Regions from separate parts of the Pan troglodytes genome. Here region 1 is linked to region 2. Evidence: chromatin contacts called from public Hi-C data. All regions are on one chromosome and are shown on one strand. The core of a region is the stretch at or near the end of the contact, and the rest is flanking DNA. Distances in the headings are between cores, read along the strand shown. Region 1 overlaps PIAS1 (protein inhibitor of activated STAT 1). Region 2 overlaps SKOR1 (SKI family transcriptional corepressor 1).

Region 1 (5,690 bases), core at 2,894-5,393, 180 kb before region 2:
TCTCACGAGATCTGATGGTTTTATAAGGGGCTTCCCCCTTTGCTCGGCAACCATTCTCTCTCCTGCCACCCTGTGAAGAGGTACCTTCCACCATGATTGTAAGTTTCCTGAGGCATTCCCAGTCATGTGGAACTGTGAGTCAATTAAACCTCTTTTCTTTATAAATTACCCAGTCTCAGGTATGTCTTCATAGCAGGGTGAGAACAGATTAATACAATATGACATTGCAGTCAAAGCTTTGGTAATATAACCAATATTTCCAGTTGTATTTTGTTGAAGAGAAGAGCTTCTTATTGAACTTATGCAAATAACCATATTGTCATAAAAATAAGAATCTTCATGAATAGTTTCCAGATTTTGGAGGAATTAGGTAGGAAGGAAAAGCAAATCTTTGAATTTTTGGTTGCAAAAGTATGCCTTACCAAATTGCTGTAAGCTATCAGCAGCTTAAAAGAAAAAAAAAATTCCTTAAATATTGAAAAAGAAAACCTATTAAAAGAGAGCCAGCAAGGTTTCGAATTTTATTTATTTTTCTTTTTTCTTTTTCTTTTTTTTTTTTTTTTTTGAGACACAGTCTTGTTCTTTTACCCAGGCTGGAGTGCAGTGGCACAATCTTGGCTCACTGCAACCTCCACCTCCAGGGTTCAAGTGATTCTCTTGCCTCAGCCTCCTAAGTAGCTGGGATTACAGGTGTCCACCACCATGCCCAGCTAATTTTTGTATATTTTGTAGAGACAGGGTTTCATCATTTTGCCCAGGCTGGTCTTGAACTCCTGAGCTCAAGCGATCCACCCACCTTGGCCTCCCAAAGTGCAGGGATTACAGGTGTAAGCCACCATAACTGGCCTCAAATTTTAAAAGCTGTAAAGACATCCTGATTTCTCTTTCATTCACCTCTCAAATGAATCCATCAGCCGGTCCAACTGACTCTAAATCAAAGCCCAAGCCAGTTCATTTCACTGCATCTCCACTACCATCATCCATTGATGCTTATTTTTGGACCCATTCCAAGCTGCCATAGTCTCAAAACTGCTGGTAAAACTGCCTAACTCAAAGGGCCATGTTATGACTTCCATGGCCCTAGGCACTTTTGCTTTCTTGGTTTCTGTGCTACAGTAAATGTATATACAGTTGACGCTTGAACAACACGAGTTTGAACTGCGCAGATCCACTCATAGGTGGCTTTTTTCCCTGCCTGTGACACCTCTGAAACAGCAAGACCAACCCCTGGTCTTTCTCCTCCATCTCAGCCTACTCAATGTGAAGACAAGGATGAAGATCTTTATAATGATCCACATCTGCTTAATGAACAATCTTCCGTATGACTTTTGTAATCACATTTTCTTTTCTCTAGCTTACTCTAAGAATGCAATACATAACACATATAATATACAATGTATGTACTAATTGTTTATGTTATTGGTAAGGCTTCTTGTCAACAGTAAGCTATTAATAATTAAGTTTTTGGGGAGTGAAAGTTATGGGTAAATTTTCTACTGTGTGAAGGGTCAGCTCCCCTAATCCCCTGGTTGTGCAAAGATCAACTGTATTTGGGCTTTGTCCCTCGTTCCTGAGACAGAGCTCCTAAAACACATGGAATTTTCTAACAGGAGTATCTTTTGTTTTTCATAACAAGCCTCTTTCAATCACACCTAATGAGGTGACATGGAGTGGGGCCCCTAGATGGCTTCAGGATGGGTGCTGGTCCCCGCAAAATTAGAAGGGGGCTGGGTATGGTGGCTCACACCTGTAATCCCAGTACTTTGGGAGGCCAAGGTGGGAGGATCGCTTGAGCACAGGAAGTCAAGGCTGCAGTAGGCTGTGTTCACACCATTGAACACCAGGCTGGGTAACAGAGAGAGACCTCCTCCTTCCACCCCCAAAATAATTGAAAAGTGGGAACTTTCAGCCTCACCCCATGCCCTACCTCCAGGGAGAAGAAGGGGCTGGTGATTGAGTTATAAATTCTTCAGCAAGAGATAGAAGAGGTTCTGCACTGGCAAACACATGAGAGTACTGTGGGGAAGAGCAACAGGGCACGGAAGCTCTGCATAGTCCCCCTTTACATTGCCCTGTGCATCTCTTCCATTCAGTTATTTGAGTGGCATCCTTCATAATAAACTAGTAAATGTAAGAAACACATTTTCCTCAGTTCTGTGAGTCATTCTAGTGAATTATTCACCATGAGGAAGGAATTATAGGAAGCCTTGACTTCACAGCTGGTCAGTCGGAGTGCAGGTGGCCTAAGGAACTTGTGACTGGTGTCTGAAGGAGGGTATCCTTGTGGGACTGAGCCATTAATTTGTGGGATCTGAACTAACTCCTGGAGTTGACGTCAGAATTGAAATGACTTGTAGGCCACCCAGTTGCTGACAGAGAATTGAAGAATTGGTGTGGAAAGTCACCATGTATTTAGTGTCAGGAAGAACATCAGAGGTACATTCTTCTATTAAAAAATTTAATTATATTTGCTCTTTTTGTTTCTTTTTTGTTGAGACAGAGTCTCACTCTGTCGTCCAGGCTGGAGTGCAGTGGTGCCGTCTCGGCTCACTGCAACTGCGTCCCCTGGGTTCAAGAAATTCTCCTACCTCAGCCTCCCTAGTAGCTGTGATTATAGGTGTGCACTACCACACCTGGCTAATTTTTGTATTTTTAGTAGAGACAGGGTCTTGCCATCCCCGGCCCCACCTTCTAATTTTGTGGGGACCAGCACCCATCCTAAAGCCATTTAGGGGCCCCACTCCATGTCACCTCATTAGGTGTGATTGAAAGAGGCTTGTTATGAAAAGAGGCTTGTTATGTCTCAAACTCCTGACCTCAAGTGATCTGCCCACCTCGGCCTCCCGAAGTGCTGGGATTACAGGCATGAGCCACCACATCCTGCCAAAAAAAAACACTATATTTCTTTTTTTTCTTTTGAGACAGGGTTTCACTCTTGTTGCCCAAGCTGGAGTGCAATGGCACAATCTCGGCTCACTGCAACCTCTGCCTCCCAGGTTCAAATGATTCTCCTGCCTCAGCCTCCCAAGTAGCTGGGATTACAGGCACGCACCACCACACCCAGCTAATTTTTTGTATTTTTAGTAGAAACAGGGTTTCACCATGTTAGCCAGGCTGGTCTCGAACTCCTGACCTCAGGTGATCCACCTGCCTCAACTTCCCAAAGTGCTGAGATTACAGGCGTGAGCCACTGTGTTTGGCCTATATTTCATTTTTTTTTTAAAGAGAGGGTCTCCATATGTTGCCCAGGCTGGTCTAGACCTCCTGACCTCAAGTGATCCTCCCACCTCAGCTTCCCAATAGCTGGGATTATAGGCACAGGCCACCAAGCCCAAAAAATTATGTTTTAAAACTGTGTTGCTATAAATACAAATGTAATCCCAACTGATTATGTTAGTGGATCTTTGGGGTGTTGGTTTTTGGCTGGAAACCTCTGTGGCCAGTGGCGCCTTTGTCCAAGTTTTGCTCAGGCCCGCTGGGCTCACTCTGCCCACTTGGCTTTGCAGGCTGCGCTCGGCTCACACTACCAACCAGGATCCCTCCCCTGCCGAGGGAGACTGCATGAAGTGGTGAGGGGTGAGGGGTGTGTGAGTGAGCATGGAGTCCAACTGTGCAGTCAGACATGCCGGCTGCCTCAGCAGGGTGAGCAATTCTAGGTGCCAGCTTGCACGCTGGCTCTCTGCAAGGCTGCAGCTGGACCAGGCACATGCAAGCAGCTTCCATTCCTGGCACCAGGAAACATGGTGGTGCCTGGAAGCTTGGAGATACCAGGAACCGAAGGGCTCCAAAGACGGAGTGACAGCCCTGGCTTGAAGAGCTCCCAGGTCTGAGCTCCCCGAAGGGCCACAGCTCTTCTTTCCTCCTCTTCGCCTGCAAGGTGGCGAGATGAGGATGGCTCCTCTCTGCTAGGCAAGTCATCCCAACAAGTGTTGAGTTCTAGAAGCAAAGAGGGTAGCTCCTTCTGCAGCTAGTCATCCTGACAAGTGTTCAGCTATCAGCAGAGAGGGTAGCTCCTCTCTGCAGCTGGTCGTCTCATCATCTGCAGTGCTCTGGCTGAGCCCAGGGCTTTTATGGGCCTCAGATGGGAGGAAGTGCTGCCAATTGGTCTGTGGGCGGCCATGGGAGGGCCTGGAAAAGGCACCACAAGTTCCCACTCCAGTCAGCAGTACTAGCAGCCTGGCCTGAAGGTGGGGCTTCACCAGTAACCTGTCCTCTTCCACCCAGGAGCCGATCTGCCTCCTGCCACCATCCATGGTGCCCAGGCTGCTTGTGCAAAAGGGCACCTGTAGGCCAGTGCTGGGTTGCCCTCAGGCGCCCCTCAGCTTCCCCCCAGAGCTCCTTGGGGCCCAAATTCCGGAAAGGACCAAGACAGCAGGGGGCTGGTGTGTCAGCTCTGCTCCAAGTGTGCACACACCTGGCCAGACTGTAACAGTGCCTGGGCTCAGCCCCAACCCTGCTCTGAGATTGGAGCAGGCACCAGGGGCAGGGAGAGGCCAGGCAGCAGGAGCAGACACCCCCCAAGCCTGAGGGGGGAGGGGGACTTTCCCAGGACCCCAAGGGTGCAGACTGCAGAGATGCCCAGGTCCTGTGCCTGGGAGGGTAGGACTCCCACCTGCCTACTCTGTGGAGCAGCATGCAGGCAGCCCTGGCCATGCCTCCTTGCAGCTCCAGGTCCTTACTGGGCCCCTCTCTGCCCACCCCTCTGTGCCCAACCATGCTGCTCCCTGCTGGCAGGTGGCTCAGCTCAGCCCCATTGCAGTGGCACCCAACATGGCAGGCTTGGCGGGGGGGCTCTCGCTTACCCTGGCTCCTGCTGGCTCTGTGGAGCACAGCATTACTCCAGCCCAGCTCTGCCTCCTCCTGGCACCCTCCCCACAGCAGCTGACCTGATGACAGTGACCGCCGTGGACAGCCCGCTGCTGCCATCAATTGCACTTAATTTGTTCTTATTATTTGAAAAGATTTAAAGCATTTTCATGGGACCCTAAGATTATTGTGGCCTTCAGCCAATACAAAAAAAAAAAATGAAAAAACTCAAAATGAATCATAGACCTGAATTTAAAAATTAAAATTAAAAAATTATTAGATGAAAATCCCTATGTTATTGAGTTAGACATAGTCTTCTTAGATATGGATCACACACTTAGATATGAATACCAACATGCATGTTGGTAGGAAAGGTACAGCCACTATGGAAAATAGTTTGGTAGTTCCTTTGAAAACAAGATGTACTTACTGTACAACTCAGCATTTGCACCCTTAGACAGAGAAATGACATTTTCACACAGAAGTTTGTAGAAGAATGTTCATAGTAGCTGTATTTATGAGTCCAAAACTGGAAACTACCCAAATCTCCTTTGATGAATAAATGGCTAAAACTGCGATACATACATACCATGGACTACTAATCAGCAATGAGAAAACAATACAACACCTTGGATAAATCTCTAGGAAATTATGCTGGGTTAAAAAAAATAATTTCAAAAGAATACATAGTACATTATTGCCTTTATGTAACAATCATGTAATAACATAATTATAGACATAGGCTGGGCTTGGTGGCTCGCACCCATACTCCCTGCACTTTGGGAGGCTGAGTCAGGTGGATCGCTTGAGCCCAGGAGTTCAAGACCAACCTGGGTGACATAGCAAGACCCCTGTGTCTAAAAATAATAATAATAATAACATAA
Region 2 (5,085 bases), core at 1,293-3,792:
TGTTTTGACATCCCCTCTCTGTCCCGAAGTTTAAACTCTACCTCGCTATGGGGCTTGGGGGGCTCATTTTCCTCGGTTCAGCAACAGACTCAAATCTCACCCATCCCAAAATAAAATCCCTCTTTTGTGTGCTGTGGGGCAGACATTCTCACGCACTGCAGGTGGGAGTGTAAATTGGCAAGATCTTTCTGGGAAGCAATTTGGTAACCTGAGTCAAAAGCCTGAAAAATATTTGCACCCTTTGTCCCAGTAATCCTACCTCTAAAAAATTCATCTAAGGAAATAATCAGAAATGCTGACAAAGGTAGATGTTTAAAGATGTTAATCTCTCTGTTATTTTAACAGCAAAAATTGGAAACAATCTAAAGGCTTAACAATAGGGGATAACTTAAATAAATTGTACTTAAATGTAATAAAATACCGTACTATCACTAAAAATACAATTTTAAAAAGCATAATTGAATGGGAAACTGTTCATGAAGCAATGTTGGCTGTGAAGACGGCAGCACAGAAACAGTAGATACAGTCTGGTGCTGATTTTGTTACATATAAAAATAGCTAACACTTCTGGAATGTTAACTATTACATACGTTCTCTCACTCAATCCTCACAACATTCCTGTACAGTTAATACCGTTATTCACATTTTGTAGACAAAGAAACCAACCAGAAAGAAAAATACCAATATTTGGCAGGAGGTACTGATGAATTTTATTTTCTTCATTCTCTTTATTTTCCCATTTTTATTTATTTTTATTTTTTATTTTGTAGAGATGGAGTTTTGACATGTTGCCCAGGCTGGTTTCAAACTCCCGGGCTCAAGGGATCCTCCCACCTCGGCCTCCGAAAGTGCTAGGATTACAGGCATGAGCCACTGCATCCAGCCTGTATTTTCCAATTGTTTAAAGAGGAATTATTATTATTATCATTTTGTCAAACAGAAGTCCTGAATCATTGCTCCTCTTTCTGATTTATATATGCTAGTAGTGAATATTTTGGACAATACAGAGAAAATGCAATTTCCATTACTGCTACTCCAACTGCCACAGACAGCCACTGTGGACAGTTTGGCTTTTGTATTTCTATTTGCCTCTAAAATGTGTATGTAGACATATGCACTTTAAAAAGCAAACACGCCGGGCGCAGTGGCTCACACCTGTAATCCCAGCACTTTGGAAGGCCGAGGTGGTGGATCACTTGAGGCTGGGAGTTCGAGAGCAGCCTGCCCAACATGGTGAAACCTCCTCTCTACTAAAAATACAAAAATTAGCCAGGCGTGGTGGTGGGCGCCTGTAATCCCAGCTACTTAGGAGGCTGAGGCAAGAGAATCACTTGAACCTGGGAGGCGGACGTTGCGGTGAGCCAAGATCGCATCACTGCACTCCAGCCTGAGCAACGGAGTGAGAGTGTGTCTCAAACAAAAACAAAACAAAAACAACAACAAAAAAAGATCATGGAAACGTGGCTGTACATAGAACTCTACAATTTGGGCCGGGTGCGGTGGCTCACGCCTGTAATCCCAGCACTTTGGGAGGCCGAAGCAGGTGGATCACGAGGTCAGGAGTTCGAGACCAGCCTGATCAACATGGTGAAACCCGTCTCGACTAAAAATACAAAAGTTAGCCAGGCGTGGTGGCGGGCGCCTGTAGTCCCAGCTACTCCGGAGGCTGAGGCAAGAGAATTGCTTGAACCCGGGAGGCGGAGGTTGCAGTGACACAAGATTGAGCCACTGCACTCCAGCCTGGGTGACAGAGCGAGACTCCGTCTCAATAAATAAATACATACATAAATAACAACAACAAAAAAGAACTCTACAATTTGAGTCCAAAAGTGGCTGCATTTTGATGTCCAGGGGTCGCCGTCCTGCGGGAAGAGGATGTGCAGCGCCCGTTTCTGCTGGAGGGACCAGTTTACTTACGCCAGGCAGAGAGCCATCTCTGTGCCGCCCCACCCCAAGAGCTCCAAGTCTGGGCCTAGGAGAACTGAGTTCCTGTCATTTACTAGCTCTCCTAATCAACTTTTTTCTTTGGGAGCCCGTTTGCCCACTTTCAGACGGGGCAATATTTCCTGTCTTGCCCACTTTAAGGGAACGCTGTGACGTTCCAAGGGGCTGACGGGTGTGACTGGTTAAATCCCGCATCCAAGACAGTGGTCTTGGGACTCCTGTCCCTCCTCCCCATTTCCCGCTGCCTCAGGAATCCTTCGACCTGGCTTAAGGAGAAGAGAGGCCAGCGACCGCGGGAGGGGCAGGGACCTTGTGCCCTGCACAGCACTAGAGACCAGAAGCTCCAGGCTGGCTTTCCAGCCTTCCCCCCCACTCAAGAGTCCTGCGGCGCGCCCTGCGGAGTAGAAGGACTCGCCGCGTGCGGACGCGTAAGGGAGGCCCCTGGAGTGCAGCGGTGGAAGAGGGGAAACGCCGGGACTCTGGAAAGCAGGCTGCGTGGCGTCTACTTCCAACGCGCGTTTTAAAGGCACTGTGGGCGCGAGCCGGCGCAAAGGCTGGGGCCCTCCTCCGCGGAGCCGCCGCCCTCTGGTGGCGGCGTGCGAAAGTTACAGCAGCTCGCTCTGCCCCGGCTCCCCGCGCAGGGGTTGAGGGACTGGGTTGCCACTCACACATATTCTGAGCCAGGGGCCCTTAGGGAGCTCCCAATTGAGACCTGAAACCGGCCCGAAGGGGAAGCCTGACATGGGGGAGCCAGGACTGGGACCTGGGACTCCGGCTGCGCCCCCGATTGACGCTTACAACAGCACAATTATGGTCATTGTGAACGCAAAAAGCCCCAGACAGTTAAGATTTCATTCAGGCCATTGCAATAGGGAGAACGTTCATTAATGAGGAGCATCTCAAAGGGGACTGGGGTTTTAGAGAGGCAGGTAAACAATGGAGTCATCAGCGAATCTTAGGGAATAGTAAGAAAGGATGGAGATCCGTATTTCCTTGGGATGCGAGCTTAAGGTGGTCCTTTGTGGCTAGCTCTTTCCTTGGAACTTAAAGAGGTTGGAGAACTTTATCGTCGCTGCCTTCTGGAGGCACAGGGCTCAGATAAAGGTGAACATTGTCATAGTAAATGGTGCATGATGCAGGACAGCCATTTAAGAGGTGAGGGAAGTGAGACCCAGACCACCCAACTGTGATTTTTTGTGGCTGAAGCAAGATTCCAACCTGCAGACACCAAGACAGCAAAAAGTCCCCAACATGAAGTGCAGAGTTCCCTTGGAGAGTAAGATCAGAAGCTCAGGATGAGTTCCGCCAACAGCGGAAATGACGTCCTCCAAGACATGGAATCAACCTACGTCTCCATCAACAGATGATTGGATAAATAAAATATGACCTGTATACCCAATGGAATCGTGTTCAGACACAAAAATGAATGAAATTGTGTCTTCTGCAGCAGCATGGATGGAACTGGAGGTTGTTAGGTGAAAAAAGTCAGACACAGAAAGACAAATACTCATGTTCTCACTCATAAGTGGGAACTAAATAATGTATACATATGGGTGTGAGTATGAATGATAGTGGACGCAGAGAAGGGGATGTGGGGATGGATGATGAGAATTCACTTAATGGGTACAATGTATGTTATTTGGGTGATGGATACCCTGAAAGCCTGACATCACCACTATGAATTCTGTGCATGTAACAAAATTATACTTGTATCCCATAAATTTATACCAATCCAAAAATAAATAAATAGAAAGAAATTACCTGCTCCACAGCTTCTGTTTTGATAGAACGTATTGGAGAAGCATTGGGATTACCCAGATTACCCCAGGTATAGGGGAAGGGAGCTATGAAGTTACAGTGAAGACCCCCTAGTCAAGCCTCAGGAAGGGCCAGAAACAAGGCAGGTCTGGGATTCACCTGCTGTGTCTGTCTTTCAGCCAGTCAGTCGGTCTATCTCTGTCTCCAGGATACCCACTGTTATCTCTTCCACCAATCTCCATTCCCCCAACTTCAGCTGACATCTGGCCTCCTACAACTACCCTGGTCCCTGAATCTACTCAACCTTCCAGACACAGAGCTCACTTTTTTTTTTTTTTTTTTTTTGAGATAGAGTCTCACTCTGTTCCCCAGGCTGGAGTGCAGTGGCACAATCTCGGCTCACTGCAACCTCCACCTCCCGGGTTCAAGCAATTCTCCTGCCTCAGTCTCCCGAGTAGCTGGGACTACAGGCACATGCCTCCACACCTTGCTGATTTTTGTATTTTTAGTAAAGATGGGTTTTCACCATATTGGCCAGGCTGGTCTTGAACTCCTGACCTCAAGTGATCCACCTGCCTCAGCCTCCCAAAGTGCTGAGATTACAGGTGTGAGCTACCGCACCCAGCCACAGAGCCCACTTGTAACTGCAGCTTCCTACTGTATCTTTTAAGATCCCTCTCGAACAAGTTCATGCCTTCATGCCAGGGCATGAGTCAGCGGCTGCAGCCAGCCTATTCTCTCCCTGGCCTCTGGGTCCTGGGTTGTGTGGGGTGGGATGAGTGGGCTTTCATAATCTGCTTTTCACAGGGGATAGGGGCAGGACAGCTGCCCCTAGAAGTGTCAGGAGCGGCTGCATCAAGGCGGTCCAAGGCTAAATTTTGGAAGGCAAGACTAGACATGTCATCATTTCCAAGCACTTAAGCCCACTCATGGGTCCTGAGCTTCTTCTTCAGGAGGGTGTAGACTGAAGAGCATGATCTGAATGGCTAGAGAAGAAGCAGCTAGAGTGACAAGCCTGGATAGCAGCCCCAGAAGTGTCCCTGGCCTGGCCCATGGACCCAGTTGTCCAGCCTCCTTGTCAACCATCTTCTTTCTCAGCATAAGTATTCATGCCCTAGGCCAACAGTAGGCAGACTACAGGCTGCAAAGCTAAATCTGGTCCCTCACCACTGGTTTCTGCTTGGTCTGAGAGCTAAGAATGGCTTTTATGTTCTTAAAAAAGTTGAAAGAAGAGTAATATATTGGCCAGGCATTGTGGCCCACGCCTGTAATCCTAGCACTTTGGGAGGCCGAGGCGGGTGGATCACCTGAGGTCAGTAGTTCCAGACCAGCCTGGCCAACATGGCAAAACCCTGTCTCCACTAAAAATACAAAAATTAGCTA

What was found. A called contact is a pair of places that touch in the nucleus more often than the background predicts.
Region 1: a contact with region 2 is called in a Hi-C map of induced pluripotent stem cells, with 1.7 times the contacts expected there. The contact joins two enhancer-like sites. A contact is called at or near these places in 3 of 7 Hi-C or Micro-C datasets (induced pluripotent stem cells and stem cell-derived neural progenitor cells) and 1 of 1 datasets of contacts at active chromatin or transcription factors (stem cell-derived excitatory neurons).

The regions. Positions count from the first base shown.
Region 1 is chr16:60,039,779-60,045,468 of NHGRI_mPanTro3-v2.0_pri, reverse strand. The region is part of intron 1 of PIAS1 (protein inhibitor of activated STAT 1); the gene reads right to left. Among named protein-coding and RNA genes, the nearest start is that of CALML4, 160 kb to the left of the region's middle. Within about 2 kb of position 4,143, at least 2 of the 24 cell types and tissues checked have an H3K27ac peak or open chromatin away from gene starts, as enhancers often do. A contact at or near this core is called in induced pluripotent stem cells, where this site is marked.
Region 2 is chr16:59,856,433-59,861,517 of NHGRI_mPanTro3-v2.0_pri, reverse strand. All of the region lies in intron 9 of SKOR1 (SKI family transcriptional corepressor 1), which reads right to left. Among named protein-coding and RNA genes, the nearest start is that of PIAS1, 10 kb to the left of the region's middle. Within about 2 kb of position 2,542, at least 13 of the 24 cell types and tissues checked have an H3K27ac peak or open chromatin away from gene starts, as enhancers often do. A contact at or near this core is called in induced pluripotent stem cells, where this site is marked.